2 separate regions of the Mus musculus genome follow, and region 1 is linked to region 2. Evidence: chromatin contacts called from public Hi-C data. All regions are on one chromosome and are shown on one strand. Each heading gives the region's core, a stretch centred on a gene start, on an enhancer-like site or on the middle of the called end of the contact. The rest is flanking DNA. Distances are from core to core; before and after follow the strand shown. Region 1 overlaps Aox2 (aldehyde oxidase 2). Region 2 has its middle 67 kb from the start of Gm22371.

The links. Hi-C and Micro-C count contacts between places; a contact is called where the count stands out from the background.
Region 1: a contact with region 2 is called in a Hi-C map of cortical neurons. The contact joins two enhancer-like sites. A contact is called at or near these places in 11 of 39 promoter capture datasets (the 3T3-L1 cell line, 3T3-L1-derived adipocytes, the HPC-7 cell line and 6 more), 2 of 484 Hi-C or Micro-C datasets (cortical neurons and embryonic fibroblasts), 1 of 115 datasets of contacts at active chromatin or transcription factors (bone marrow-derived macrophages) and 2 of 9 other capture datasets (adipose tissue and liver).

What each region holds. Positions count from the first base shown.
Region 1 is chr1:58,285,024-58,291,982 of GRCm38.p6, forward strand. Aox2 (aldehyde oxidase 2) reads left to right here. Exons shown (of 36, transcript NM_001008419.2): 5 at 548-674; 6 at 2,669-2,730; 7 at 4,885-4,968. Gm15759 (a long non-coding RNA gene) reads right to left here. Exons shown (of 3, transcript XR_865437.3): 3 at 4,392-4,479. Among named protein-coding and RNA genes, the nearest start is that of Aox2, 10 kb to the left of the region's middle. Within about 2 kb of position 3,313, at least 7 of the 459 cell types and tissues checked have an H3K27ac peak or open chromatin away from gene starts, as enhancers often do. A contact at or near this core is called in cortical neurons, where this site is marked.
Region 2 is chr1:57,485,835-57,492,408 of GRCm38.p6, forward strand. No RefSeq gene overlaps it. Among named protein-coding and RNA genes, the nearest start is that of Gm22371, 67 kb to the left of the region's middle. Within about 2 kb of position 3,612, at least 13 of the 459 cell types and tissues checked have an H3K27ac peak or open chromatin away from gene starts, as enhancers often do. A contact at or near this core is called in cortical neurons, where this site is marked.

The DNA.
Region 1 (6,959 bases), core at 2,063-4,562, 800 kb after region 2:
TCTGGCCAAGCAGTTTGGAGCAGGGACCTGAGTTCCCCACCATTTCCCAGAAGACCATAGATCACGCTTGAAATAACAGAGACCAAAATCCTCGGTCCCTGAAAGCTAAGTCTTTTGAGCTGACACAGAAAATATTAAGGAAGACAACAGGAGATCAGCAATGGTCTCCATGTCAGTCAAAGCCGCACAGCCTCCCATGAGATCTAAGCCGTGGAAGATGTACGGGTGTTCAAGAAAACCAGTTTTGAAACTTACGTGCACCCTCCTAATAATTACTAATTCCTGGATAAGTGTTCTCACTGGGAGTGCCGGCTGCACACTGCTAATTCCCAAACAGAAGTCTCAGAGCATCTGACCCTGAAAAGTAATTAAAGTTGTGAGCGGTAACTTCTGAACCTCTTGCCTTTGGGAGCTGCCTAGAAAGGGGAATATACAGAACTGGACAACGGGGCGGGGCACATTTGCTCAGAGGGTGAGAATGGTACAGATTTGTGGACCCTGGAGAGAATCTGAGGCGGCAGATGTGACCACAAATGTATGCTTCCAGGAGAGGATCGCCAAGAGCCACGGCACCCAGTGTGGCTTCTGCACCCCTGGGATGGTGATGTCCATCTACACACTGCTCAGGAACCACCCGCAGCCCTCAGAGGAACAGCTCATGGAGGCCTTGGGAGGTAGGTGTGACACAGGAGGCAGGCAGAAGGAAAAGGTTCTTCATGCTTTCCCACACCACCCTCAGGATCTTCCTAGCTCTGCTCCAGTGCCAAGCCACAGTCATTTCTAACATTTGTGTGCAGACACAGACGTCAAGTCATCTGCACGCGGCCCAGGGGCCACCACACTTCTGTCTGCTGACTTATCACATGCTCCCCAGGGACCGGAATCCATGAGCCTACCCAACAAAGCACAACTGGCTGAAAACACAGAAAGTTCTCATGCAGTTCTGGGAGCATTAAGTCTGGAGTCGAGCTATCGGCCCACCAGTGCTGTGTCTGAAAGCCCTGAAGAGACTGCTTCCTTATTCCTCTCAGCCTTATTCCTCTCAGTCAGCTGAGTCTTGGCATTTCTGAGCTCATGAGCTACATAGCTCCAAACTGTTTCTACCTCACACCTTTCTCCTTGCTGTCTGGCTTATAGATCTTCCTCTTGTTTACAGACATCAGCCACTGGGGTAGGCCCGCCCCAGGCCTGGACAACCTTGTTACCTCTTGATTCCACTGGGAGAGATCTTATTATTCAACAAGGTTATGTTCATAGTTGCCAGGACTTAAGACTACAAAGAGTCTTGGTAGAGCGGCATATATCAATTCATAATAAGCCTCTCATCTGAAAGATTTGTAACAGTTTTAGTTTTATAAACATATAGGGTTAATAAACATTATCTTCAGGTGTTATCAATCTGTAAACAAGTCCTCAATTCAAAGGTTGAAGACAGATGAAAATAGATATGCTCCTTATGTGCCAGCTGCTGATCTCTCTCTCTCTCTCTCTCTCTCTCTCTCTCTCTCTCTCTCTTTCTCTCTCTCTCTCTCCCTCTCTCCCCTTCTCCCCTTCCTCCCTCCCTCTCTCTTGCTCTCGCTAGCTCTCTATCCTTATCTCTTCTTTCAAGTGCAGAAAACCATAGCTGAGCATATGATAGAGTAGTTATTATGGGCAAAAGTCCTGGGTTCAATTCACAATATAATAATAATAATAATAATAATAACAATAACAATAATCAGAGAATCATACTAATTCATCTAAAACCCCCACCTTCCCCAGGTCTCTCTTCAGCAGCTCATCAGCCCTAAAACTTGACCAAGCCCGATTTGTCATACTTCCTGCTCTCTACACGACTCCTCCAGGCCAGTCTCTCCCCATCTTGTTCCTGCTGCTCTGAGAATTCTACCCATTCTTTACTAACCCATAGCTTGCACATCCTTTGAGCCCAAACTTCTTAGTCAGGCCATCAGAGATGAACTCTAGTCTACACTCTCTCTCTACCCTCAGACCTTCACCTTCATCCTTGGAAGCGTAAGGATTCCAGACTTTACCATGCAACAGAATGGCCCACTGGTCTCTTAAATGCAGGCTCTCCTGCCTGTCTCCAGATGCTCAGGTTCCAGAAGGGCAGATTCATGTTCTTAACAAATACAACCAGGTGACTCTGGTGCAGTGACCTAAGAGCCTCTGAGGAACACACCTGGTAGCCCACCCGTGGCACTTTGTCTGTCTAGTGACACCTTGGGGATTGCTTTCTTAAGATCTCACTGTCTTACATAATTTAAAATAGTTATTGTCAATAGCTAAACATCAGGGCTAGGATCATAGCTCAGAAGTAGAATGTTATCCTAGCATGTCCAAGGCCCTGAGTTCTACTCCCCAGAACTGACAAGAAAATCTGTTAGATCTATTTCGGTTTTTAAAAGAATCCAGTAGAGTGGCTGGAGATTTGGCTCAGTCATTAGGAGAGCTTGCTGCTCTTCCAGAGGCCCAGAGTTCAGTTCTCAGCACCCACATTTGTGGCTTACAAGCACCTATAACTTCAGCCCCAGGAAATGCAATACCTTCTTCTGACCTCTAAGAGCATCCACACACAGACACACATAAATACCAATAAATAAATAATAATCTGGAAAAGCAAGCAGTAGAGACAAGCAATTCACAGCTATGCTTCCCCTCTGATCAGGGAACCTCTGCCGCTGTACTGGGTATCGGCCAATTCTGGAGAGCGGCAGGACCTTCTGCATGGTGAGTACACAAGGGTAAGGAAGTGGAGACACGTCATACGGAGTAGGAATGAGAAGAACAGGTGATCAAAGCTGGGGACACAAGAATGGGGTTTGTAAGACCATCACAACCGACTAAAACAGACAAATGTCACCGCAGAGGGGAGGGGGAAAGGGCGAGGACTCATTGGAGTTGCCAGTGCTTGCTGTAGACCAGGTGAGCATTACACCACCTTTGATGTGGTCTAGAACCACAGAAGAAAGTCAGGTGAGCTAAGAAGCTGTCTGTCCGACACTCACCACCAGTGAGACAGGGCATCTATCCAGTGCAGCTGAAATGTTGTCTGTAAACACTAGAAGTCAAGCCAGGCTTTGCTGTTGTGAAGAAGGCTTCTTCTGAGAACCCAAGCAACTGGGAATGGGAAAATAGAAAAAGAAGGAGAAATTGCAACGTAGAAGCTAAAATTCACTCCAAGAACACAGGGAACAGCCTCCAAAAATAGAGATATCTCTCTGGTGAAAACTCAAATGTCTTGCTTGGCAGTTAGTAAGAGCTCAACAAATAATTACTCATAATGAGAATGCTGTTGACTGAATAGCATTTGGCAGACACTCAAGATGGTGCATCTGATGACGCTCTGCTGAGGACACAGTGGATGTGGGGGGAGACATTAGGCAGAAGCAAAGGGTACCTCACATCTTGGAGGAGCCCCCTGTAGTTCTTACCCAGCTATTCAGGAGTCCATAGGGATAACTCGATATGCTTATCTTTTTCTGGATCATTCTCCATATAGGGCTTCAACTGTACCTTTAGGCTAGGTACTTTAGGGAAGGTCTTAGGAGCCAATGTGTGCACACAAGTTCAATGAAGCTCCTTATAGAGAAAGAGCAGACACTGGGCTGGAGTATTCACAGGAGCATATGCAGCCACTACAGAGCCATATAGAAAGAGAAAGCAGAAGCCACAGGCTAACATCTCTGTATGTGCTCCTGCCTCAGTTCCACATGCCGTAGAGGTAGACCTGGAAATATACAGTGGGTGTGTCCCAAAGCCAGGAGGGTATTCTGGTCATGTGTGTCCCAGATTTCTATTGCCCCGTGAGGGAGCCAGAGTTGACACACTAAAAAGTGGAATAAAGAGACTGTACACTCAGCTGATTGCTGCTGTAAGTGGGGAAGCATGAGATACCAGCAAGAGTGCTAAATTAACTCCTTTCCCTAAGAGTGTAGGTACTACCTGCCGCTCCTGGAACACAGGTGCTGGAGATAAAGTCCAAAATGAGTTCCAATAGCTCACCCTGTTGCCAGCCAGTCTCATGCTACATTAGGTGAAAGAAACCCAGCCCCAGGTAGGACACAGGTTTTTATTACCCACTGAACCCAAAGAAGCACGATTTTCTTCAGCCTCCATCGACCCACGTCCATCCTGGGGACTCTAAGAGCTTATGGTGGGAGAGGAAGGGCTGGTTGCTCTGCCAGCTGCTTTTGCTTCTTGGACAGAGTCAGCAAGTAGCAGCAAAAGATATGGGGAAAGGACAGGGAATTCAAACAGTTGGGAGGAAGTGCTTTGCAAGACAGGAGAGACCACCTGAGGAAGCAGGTACAAGGAGTGGGGTTGCAAGAAACAGAAACGGATGAGCTGCAAGCAGGGACCACTTAAAAACTGCCATAACTCACCCAGCTGCATTCCCCTTCCGTAAAGGTTCCATATGAATTAAATGAGCAATGTCCCAAAATATGTATGCGCTGTAGTGGCTGTATCATGGTTGTCCTGAAAAATACCATTTAAAAAATGTATTTTACCACTAGTCATTACTCTAAAATAGCTCAGATATGTACTTTCAATGAATGGTGTTCATCTACTGAGTACAGCATAGATATGATATAAATACAATATAATCCCAAATATGTCAAAATGCCAGTGACCTGGGCAGTGGGTGTTTCTTTACATTTCTGCACATTGTGCTATTTTATATTACTTGTTTATATGGTATGTGTTTCATAAACTACCTCATAAAATAAGTAAATAAGCAAAGCAAGATCAGCCTTGTGCTATCCCTGTAAGTAGAAGGTGGCTTCAGAGTCTGAAGTCTCGTATAGATTGTTCAAACCTTCAGGGCACGACCTTATTTGCCTATAAAAAGTATTATTCACATACAGCACTTCATGTCCTCAGGAGCCAGACGGTTGTCCACAGAAAGGAACAGGACAGTGTTGCTTGGATCAGAAGGAAAGTGACTCATCGGGAAGCAAAAGTGATGTGAGTCCCTCGGTCTGTTTTGTTCTCTCTCTGTGCATTGCTTAACGCCCACCTAGCTCTGGCAGCGCCGAGCATGCATAGGCATTTGATGGACGGCTCCCGCTTTGTTTGCAACCTTCCCAGCACTTGCAGGAAGCCCCGCAGTTTGCAGGTATGTAGTGAGCATAGTTGCTCATTCAGCAATCACAATCGGACCTTCCCCTTCATAGACTTCAGACTAGAAAGGCCGGAACAAAAGGGAAACAAAAACCTCTTAGATGGCAGAAAAGCATCGACTGCATGAGGTCACCTCCGTGGTTAGAAACAAGTTCTAAAGCTGTCCCTGCTCACACAGCCGTCCTCGGTCCCTGAGCTGAGACAGAGACAGCACTGTCAGCTGGCAAGCTAAGTCCACTGCAGCATTCCAGCCTGTGGCACTATCATCTGACAGACATTCCTTTTTAAAAGATCCACCATCCTGTTCTCACAGGGGTCGAATAGAGAGGTTAATAAGATCCCAGCTAACACCTCTTAGGCTGTGAAAGAGCTCAGAGCCGGCCTGAGAAAAAACTGCCTCTCATCCTCTTTGTGTGTGTCTGTGTCCTTCAGACCCACCTGTCCACAAGCACCTCCCGCTGATACCCTTTCTTTAGTCTAAAGAAGGGGTGCGGTGGAATAAAGAGGTGTTACCCGAGGAGGCGAGCTACACACCCCCAAAGTGACTCGAGGAAGATCAACACTTGGAAGAGTCAACACATCCCAAAGTCCATTCCCCACCTTGCAGACTCAGGCATTCGGGTTGAGCACCCTCAGGTCGGGCGCTAGGTACCACTTGACTTAATGAAGCCAAACACCAAGGGTTGTGTTTAAGCTAGAATGTTCCTCGGTATTTACTCCTAAGGAGAAACACAACTATAAAGTAAAACCCCATCCTTTCCTCACAGTCACACATTCTGTGGAGAAGGCTGAGTGCTCAGTGACACGGCAGTTCACAGGGGTGTCCCTGCTGGGTGACAGACCAGGTGTCTGCCTAGGACCACCTCTACCTCTTACTCTCTGACCATTTTTCATTTGGACAACGGTTAAGTCTTGCTGTTGAGCCTGTTTAGAACTTTTCATTTCTGCCTGTTGATTCACTGTCTGGCAACTTTGATTCTCACGTGAAATCTTTTTTTCTAGGTTTTAGAACCAAATCATTGGCCCCAAGTACTGCCCAAGCTACTTCTCACACAAGAAACCAATTGGTCCACTGTTACCTCACCCTGCAGGGGTACAGAGAGTCCGTACAAGGAATAACCATGTGTGCTTTCTGGAACCTCTCAAGGCCTCAGAAAGATGGGGGGGGGGGGGGGGAGACAAGGAGTGGGAAATGACAAATGTCAGGCCATTTCATCTAATCATCACAATTACCCTCCAAAATAAGCATTATCTCCACTTACTCTTTAGAAAGGTTAAGCACCTTTCCATAGAAAGGTCGGTGGGGGTGGGGGTGTTAAGAGGGAACCAGACCTGTCAACCCTCCAATGTCTGTGATTCTCTCTCTCCTCTATGCGCCTGCACCCCACACCCTGCAGCTCAGTTCTCCTGTGTCCTCAGGTTCCTCTCCTGGCAAGGAGAGCACTGAAGCAGATGTGAGGGAGACAGGAGGGCAGTTGGGTCCGGTTCTGCCCTGCTTCCCTTTCCTGGTGGGCAAAATGCCAAAATTCAGATTATAACTTTTAATACAATTGTCACGGAGATGAAATAACACTAACATGGGTAAAAGCCTTCAATAAACAGTCATGAGGGGTGTGTGTGTGTGTGTGTGTGTGTGTGTGTGTTTATGCAGAAAGATATGTTTAGAGTCATTTTCCCGAAAACTCTGGGACATCCCCAGAGCTTGAGATTGTTGACCATGATTTGCAACAGAGGGGACAGTAAGTACAGTGGAGGTTCCCCCAAGCTCCTCTAGCATCTGTTTACTTTCACAAGAAGTCTTGGCATTTCCCAGGATGCTCTTTGTAAGAGTCAAG
Region 2 (6,574 bases), core at 2,362-4,861:
ACTGACATTATCGAGCACCCATGATGTCTCATTTTGCCTCATCTTGGGACAAGACAGATGTATTGTTGCCTCTCCAATAAAAGGTGGCAGTAACTGGGAGAGAGAGCAAAGCAGGAATAACCTATTAAAAAAAACAAGCATGGGGGAAATTGCAAAGCACTTCACATCTCACATACTTTTGTGTATGTATGAATATTTTAAATGATTACACATGTTTTTAGTCCTGTGTTAAATATTTACTGAGAAAACAGACCTTCTGGACTTTAATTCCTGATAAACAAAACAGGTATTTATCTAAAATCTGGCCAAACCAAACAGCAAACAACAACAAAAACCCAACAAAAAACTTGAATTGCATTTTGTTTTGTTTCATTACTTTGTCTAGTAAGTGTGTCTATCTCAGAAATTAACCTTTTGGCAAGGTTCAGAAATATATAATTTAGGATTTTTAGACCATACGTTTTTTTGTTATAATTAGTCAACTCTGCTATTATAACCTGGAAATGTGGGAATTATATAAATTAATGAACATGTGATATTCAAATAAAACTTTATTTATAAAAACAAACAGTGGGTCAGATTTAATCTATGAGCTATAATTTACTTTCCCCTGGTACCAAGTATTTACAGTCTAATCTATAGATGGGCAAATAAATTCCTGAAGAAAAAATATTTGCTTATGATTGATACAGGAAAATATAGAATACAATATATGCTAGGTATTATGCTAAAACTAACAAACATTGTCTAATGGACTAATGTCTAGTTATGTCCTCATTTTGTGTCTTGAGAAGCTAGACAGAAAACTTAAGTAACTTACTCAAGAACATAGACAAACATTAATAAAGCCCTGCATTCTGTGTTTCTGATAGTTGTGGTGAGCCATGATAGTTGGCTACAAGGCCCCAATACTCTTAGTGATGTTTGTGGAACATCACTTAGGAAATCTAACGCTCAGGACTCCTGACATCCTTCATTCCCTCTTCCGAGGGACCTCAGTCTGGCTATCTGCAACAGTATCTAGACGGGTCTCTGCACCACATCACATCTGCTAAAAAGCATAATGATTTTACTACCTGGTAAAGCTGTTGTCCAGACTGTGTGAAATGCTGGACCAGTATACAACGTTTGTTACTCCAAAACAAAAGAAGAATCCTGGCCAAAAAACAAAGCAACCAAACCAAACCAAACCAAACCAAACCAAACCAAACCAAAATGGTGCCTTATGCATAGGCTGTCTGACAAGATCCATACTCATAGAGGACCAGAAAGGAGAAAAGAAGGGAAGAAAACATGTAGAAGAATATAAATGAATGGCATGAGCATAGTAGAGACAAAGTTTAGTGTGCATGGTTATATATGTTCACATGTGTTCAGATGCCCATATGTGAAAGTGCATGTACACATGTTTAGTGTACATATAGAGGTCAGGGTCAGAATTGTGTTGTTCATTTGGATCCATCCACATTGTTTTTTGAGACAATGTCTCTCACTGGCCTTGATCTTCCCTGGTAGACTATGTTGGTTGGCCAGGATGCCTATGGACCCTCTTGTCTTTGCCTTACCACTTCTGGGGTTACAAATATGTATTGTTATTTCTAGCTTTTTATATGTGTGTTAAGGATCGAACAGAGGTCCTCCTGCTTGTATAGTGAGCACATTACCAGTTGAGCCAACTCCGCAGTCTCAGAGCAGGGCTTTTAATGGATTGTGCAAGTATGGACCGTGCAAAATGATGCTCACATGATAATATATCTATTTTTCCTTCTCTCTGTTTTGGAGGCATGTGTATTCCAGCTTTCTCTCTAGAATTGAAATAATAATCATTCAAACTTCATCTAAAGTCAGTGAAGGGAGACCAATTCTGACTTACTACTTCTGAGTACCCTGTAAGACCATTGGCACTCCCAGCTCTTCCTGGCTATCTTCTTCCTTTCTTGCTCTGGGATGCTCAGACTTCCCTCTTCACATCTCTTATAAGTGCTCCTTTAAGCTTCTGTAAACATCTATGCTACTCTACTGCAGAACGTGAGGACAACCAGGTACTCCTGTCATTCTGCATGGCCCATACAGTACAAGGAAGTGTATCCAATACACCATAAACACTTTGGGTCATTGGAGAGAATTTCAGTGTACAAAGGTGCCCGACATTGTTGTGCCCATTACCCACCCATTCACCATGTCTATCCCATTCAATGTCTCTGTACTGAAACCCTAACAAGCTTCTGTAGAATTACACTGGGCTGCTTACTATTGTGCCTTCTCTACCTGTCACAGTGCCGGAGCACACAGTGGGGCTCTGTAAACGCTTCTTGCTCAGATTCACTGAGAAATTTTGTAAAGGTCAGCATTGGCCATGATGAGGCAGGTCCTGCTTATGTTAAACAGAACACTGCAATTGTGTGTGGGTTACTCTGCTGGTTTATTGTTTCCCTAAAGCTAGTGGCCTAGTGTCTTAGTTAGGGTTCTATTGCTGTGAAGAAAAGCCACGAACAAGGTAACTTTTATAAAGGAAAGCATTTAATTGGGGATGACTTACAGTTCAAAGGTTTAGTCCATTGTCATGATGGTGGGGAAGCAGGGAGGGTGCACAAGCAGACATGATGTTGGAGAAGAAGCTGAGGGTTCTACATCCAGATCAGGATACACCCAGACATTACCATCCCTCTGCTCCAGTATTTAACACCCATACACAAATTTCCATTTTTTTTTCCTGGACTTCAGAACTGGTAGTTTTAAAACTAACACTGTTCTAGCCCCACCGGGCACTGGACATATCATTTCACCATCAAGATAAGGTATAACCTTGGTCTGTATCCTGTTCTCATGTCCCTCTGCCTTTGAAAATACTTATCAACAAGACTTTTAATGACAATATAATATAGCATAGAATGTGGTTGGTGTATATGATGATTTGCTCAGTTGTTGCATGGTTTGCTATTATGAAGTGTAGATCTGAGCATTCATAGTTAATTGTTCATCCACAGTTCATGCTTAAGTCTTGAGGCTTGCTTAGCTACAAGATGGCTGGCTCAGAATATGGGTCTATTTCTATGGCTCTTGAGCCTCTGGCCAATTTGCTGTCCAGAAAGCTTGTGCAGATCTGTTTCCTCAACACAAATCAGATATGTGCTTTCGTCATCAAATCTTCTTCAACATTAAAGAATATCTCTTAGCTTGGGGCCAGCCAAAAGCTCAACAGGCAAAGCATTTGTTTCCAGACTGAGTTAGAGGCCTAAGACCCACAGGAGGAAAAGAGAAAGCCAACTCCCACAAATTATTCTCTGACCCCCACCAGTAGACAGTGGCAGGTATAGTCCCCATTCCTCCAATAAATACATGCAGTTAAAGTCTTATCCCTTAATCTAATAAATGAGCAATAAATTGCCATTATGATTTTCCATCATGTTCCTTTGATTACTAGCAAGTTGAGGAGCTTTTCAGAAGCCAGGTTAGCAGCCATCACTCCTGGCAATGGCGGGTTCTACAGCTATTAATATATGTGAGCTTTCTGCATACAATTTCCTTTAAGCCCGATGCCCCTGCTGCTTAGCAGAAGGCCATGATGGATTATGCAGCCCAAGCACTGCCATATGTTTGGTGCTTATTATTAAGCCCAACTACTGAGCAAAGAAAGACATAATTAGCCTTTTTGGGAATTATTTTAAGCCTTCAGCAGTAAAAAGCCTGAAGTTGATTTATTTCCCAGAATCTATTTGTATTTGATGCCTTTTAAAGTCTAGTCAGACTAAATGACCAGGCATGTTTTCAACCTTCGAAGACAGAGTTTTCTGAGTTCTAGGAGACAATCCAAAATAATCACCCATGTACATCTCTAAGATAGCAACCGAAGACAAAGGATTGAATCATTTGGAAGGAGACAGAGCCGCTGGGGTATTCAGAGACAACATGAGTTGAATTCATCTCAAGTTACCAGTGGTGGGAATGGAGGGACTGATTTCTGGCTTCAGAAGGCTGCAAGCTCTGCCAAGGGCTGAACTTAGCCCCTGCTGTTGATATGGGCAAGTGTCCTTTCATGGAAACGACTTCATCAAGAAAACTGTTTCTGCTGTAATTATCCCAGGCAAGACTTGAATCTGTACTTTCAAAACAAAACACGTTGTCTGGTTCTAAAGCGATCTTGCACATTATTGTGCTTCCAGAAGCTTTGCTGCTTTATAATGACAGGAATGGATTCCTACCCCAGAGCCCCCAGAAACAGATTGTGATTTCCATTCTTAGCTTTCCACCTAAATAGTTGTCTAGCTGATTTTGCTTATTTGTGCTCTTACTCATTGATGGCACATTTGGAAATAAAATCCTGAGGTTGTCACGGAGCTGCACGTATTTACATAGTTCTCAAATGCCAAGATGATAAACATTGTGCAGATGTTCCCCAGGACAGTAACCCAGCCTGCCTTTGGCAGTTTCACACACAAGTGACTAAACACATCAGTTCTGGAAATACAGGGGCATGCGCTCACGGACTCTTCCTCCCTTGCAAAAAGCAGAGGCTGAGATTAATTAAAGCCAGGAGCTTGTTACTTTGAAAGATAACATAATGTAAACTGTTCCAAAATGATCTCCCTTCTAGCAAATGAGGCCTATTGGGGGAAGCCAGGGAGGTAAACTAGGGGGAAAAAAACCCATTGAATTCCCTTGGCCAAAGGTCTGCTGATTTTTATTTGCATATTCAGGCAAATATTGGATGGTCAGAGTCACATGTATTGAATGAATAACTGAGTGCCTATGTAAGAGAATGAATGATTGGAATTCTGTATTGACTAAGTTATGGATGCAAGTTGTGGTTAGCAATCCTGGCTCTGAGGCGTGGGGTTCCCATTAGGTGCTTAGCCTCTGTTAAGTGTCCTCCTTGCCTTATTATGCATTCTGTAGGTCAACACTATAAAACAGCTGTTGGTTTTTTGCCTCCGATATAAAATGATTAAGGCTGTGGTGGATTCAAGCCTAAGTCTTCTGTTCTTAGCTCACACCAGCACTGGAAGTTGCTCAGCAATGGTCAAATTCAGTGCAAGGGTCTTATTTATTTGTGGTCTTAATTGGCCATAGAATTTGCTGATACTCAATTTTGAAGGACTCTAAGCTACCACTCCTTATGTGTGTAGGTTGGGAGTTAGGCCCTGTACTGGCTAGTTTTATGTCAACTTGACACAGCTGGAGTTATCACAGAGAAAGGAGCTTCAGTTGAGGAAATGCCTCCATGAGATCCAACTGTCAGGCATTTTCTCAATTGATGATCAAGGGGGAAAGGCCCCTTGTGGGTGGTAGTCTTGGTTCTATAAGAGAGCAGGCTGAGCAAGCCAGGGGAAGCAAGCCAGTAAAGAACATCCCTCCATGGCCTCTGTATCAGCTCCTGCTCCTGCTCCCTGACCTGCTTGAGTTCCAGTCCTGACTTCTTTCAGTGATGAACAGCAATGTGGAAATGTAAGCTGAATAAACCCTTTCCTCCCCAACTTGCTTCTTGGTCATGATGTTTGTGCAGGAATAGAAACCCTGACTAAGACAGGCCCTGTCCCTTGTCCACGGTCATTTCACTGGCAGGTGGAAGGAAGACACAAACTGCAAGTGAGCTAGTATGTGCCAGCTAACTCTCACCAGGCGCTTTACTGACATTATCATGGAGATGTAATCAAAACGAGAATCAAATGAGTTGAAATAATGAATTTGGATCATTGCAGAGTTTCCAAAAATCACTTAAGCAGGCACCATGGAGGAATCAACCATGTGCCTATGACTCCCACGGTAGAAATAGACATCAAGAGGACAGATGTATGAGCAACACTATCACTCAAAGCCATGGCAGGAACACGATGAACTTGTTAATTGTGGGGTGCCTCCAGAATATTTGAATATAACATTACAAACATCGGTATGTGTCCTATGAGCAGGTTTCTGACAGCAGAGAACCTGATGATATGATTCTGGTTAAAGCTTGAAGCGGGAGTCATGAGTGATGCTGAACATGCGCTATCAATCTCTGATGACCACTGACTTGATTCCCTGAACTAATCTTGATGAGTTATACACATACACACACACACATATATATATATATACACATATACATATAATGTTGGCTATGATATATTATGTTATATATAATACATTACACAATGTATTAATATATTATATTAATATATATAAAAACAGTCAGGACTTCCAGATGAAAGTATGATCTTTGGTTATGACTGCTAACTGGGAGTTTCTGGAAGCTGCACTTCTTGCCATGAGATAATGAGGTCTCAGAGACAAAGAGAAGAAGAAACAGCAATGAGGGAAAGGGACACAGACCACAGTAGCTTCAGGTTCCCTGTTAGAGCTTCTGAGAACCTGGTTCCTTTAGCCATTGTGTAAGTGCAGTTTATCCACCCTGCAGGTGCTGGAATTGGTATCAGCTTCCTTTTTAGTCCATTAAGTTAACTTGAGCTGGATTGTCATACACAGAGGGCACTGGTCCCAGGGTTTACCATTTCCTTAGGCAACATGGGTAGAATCAGGAGGATGCTCAGGGCAGAGGGTTATGACCCTATGGACACAGTTTGCCTATTTGCCC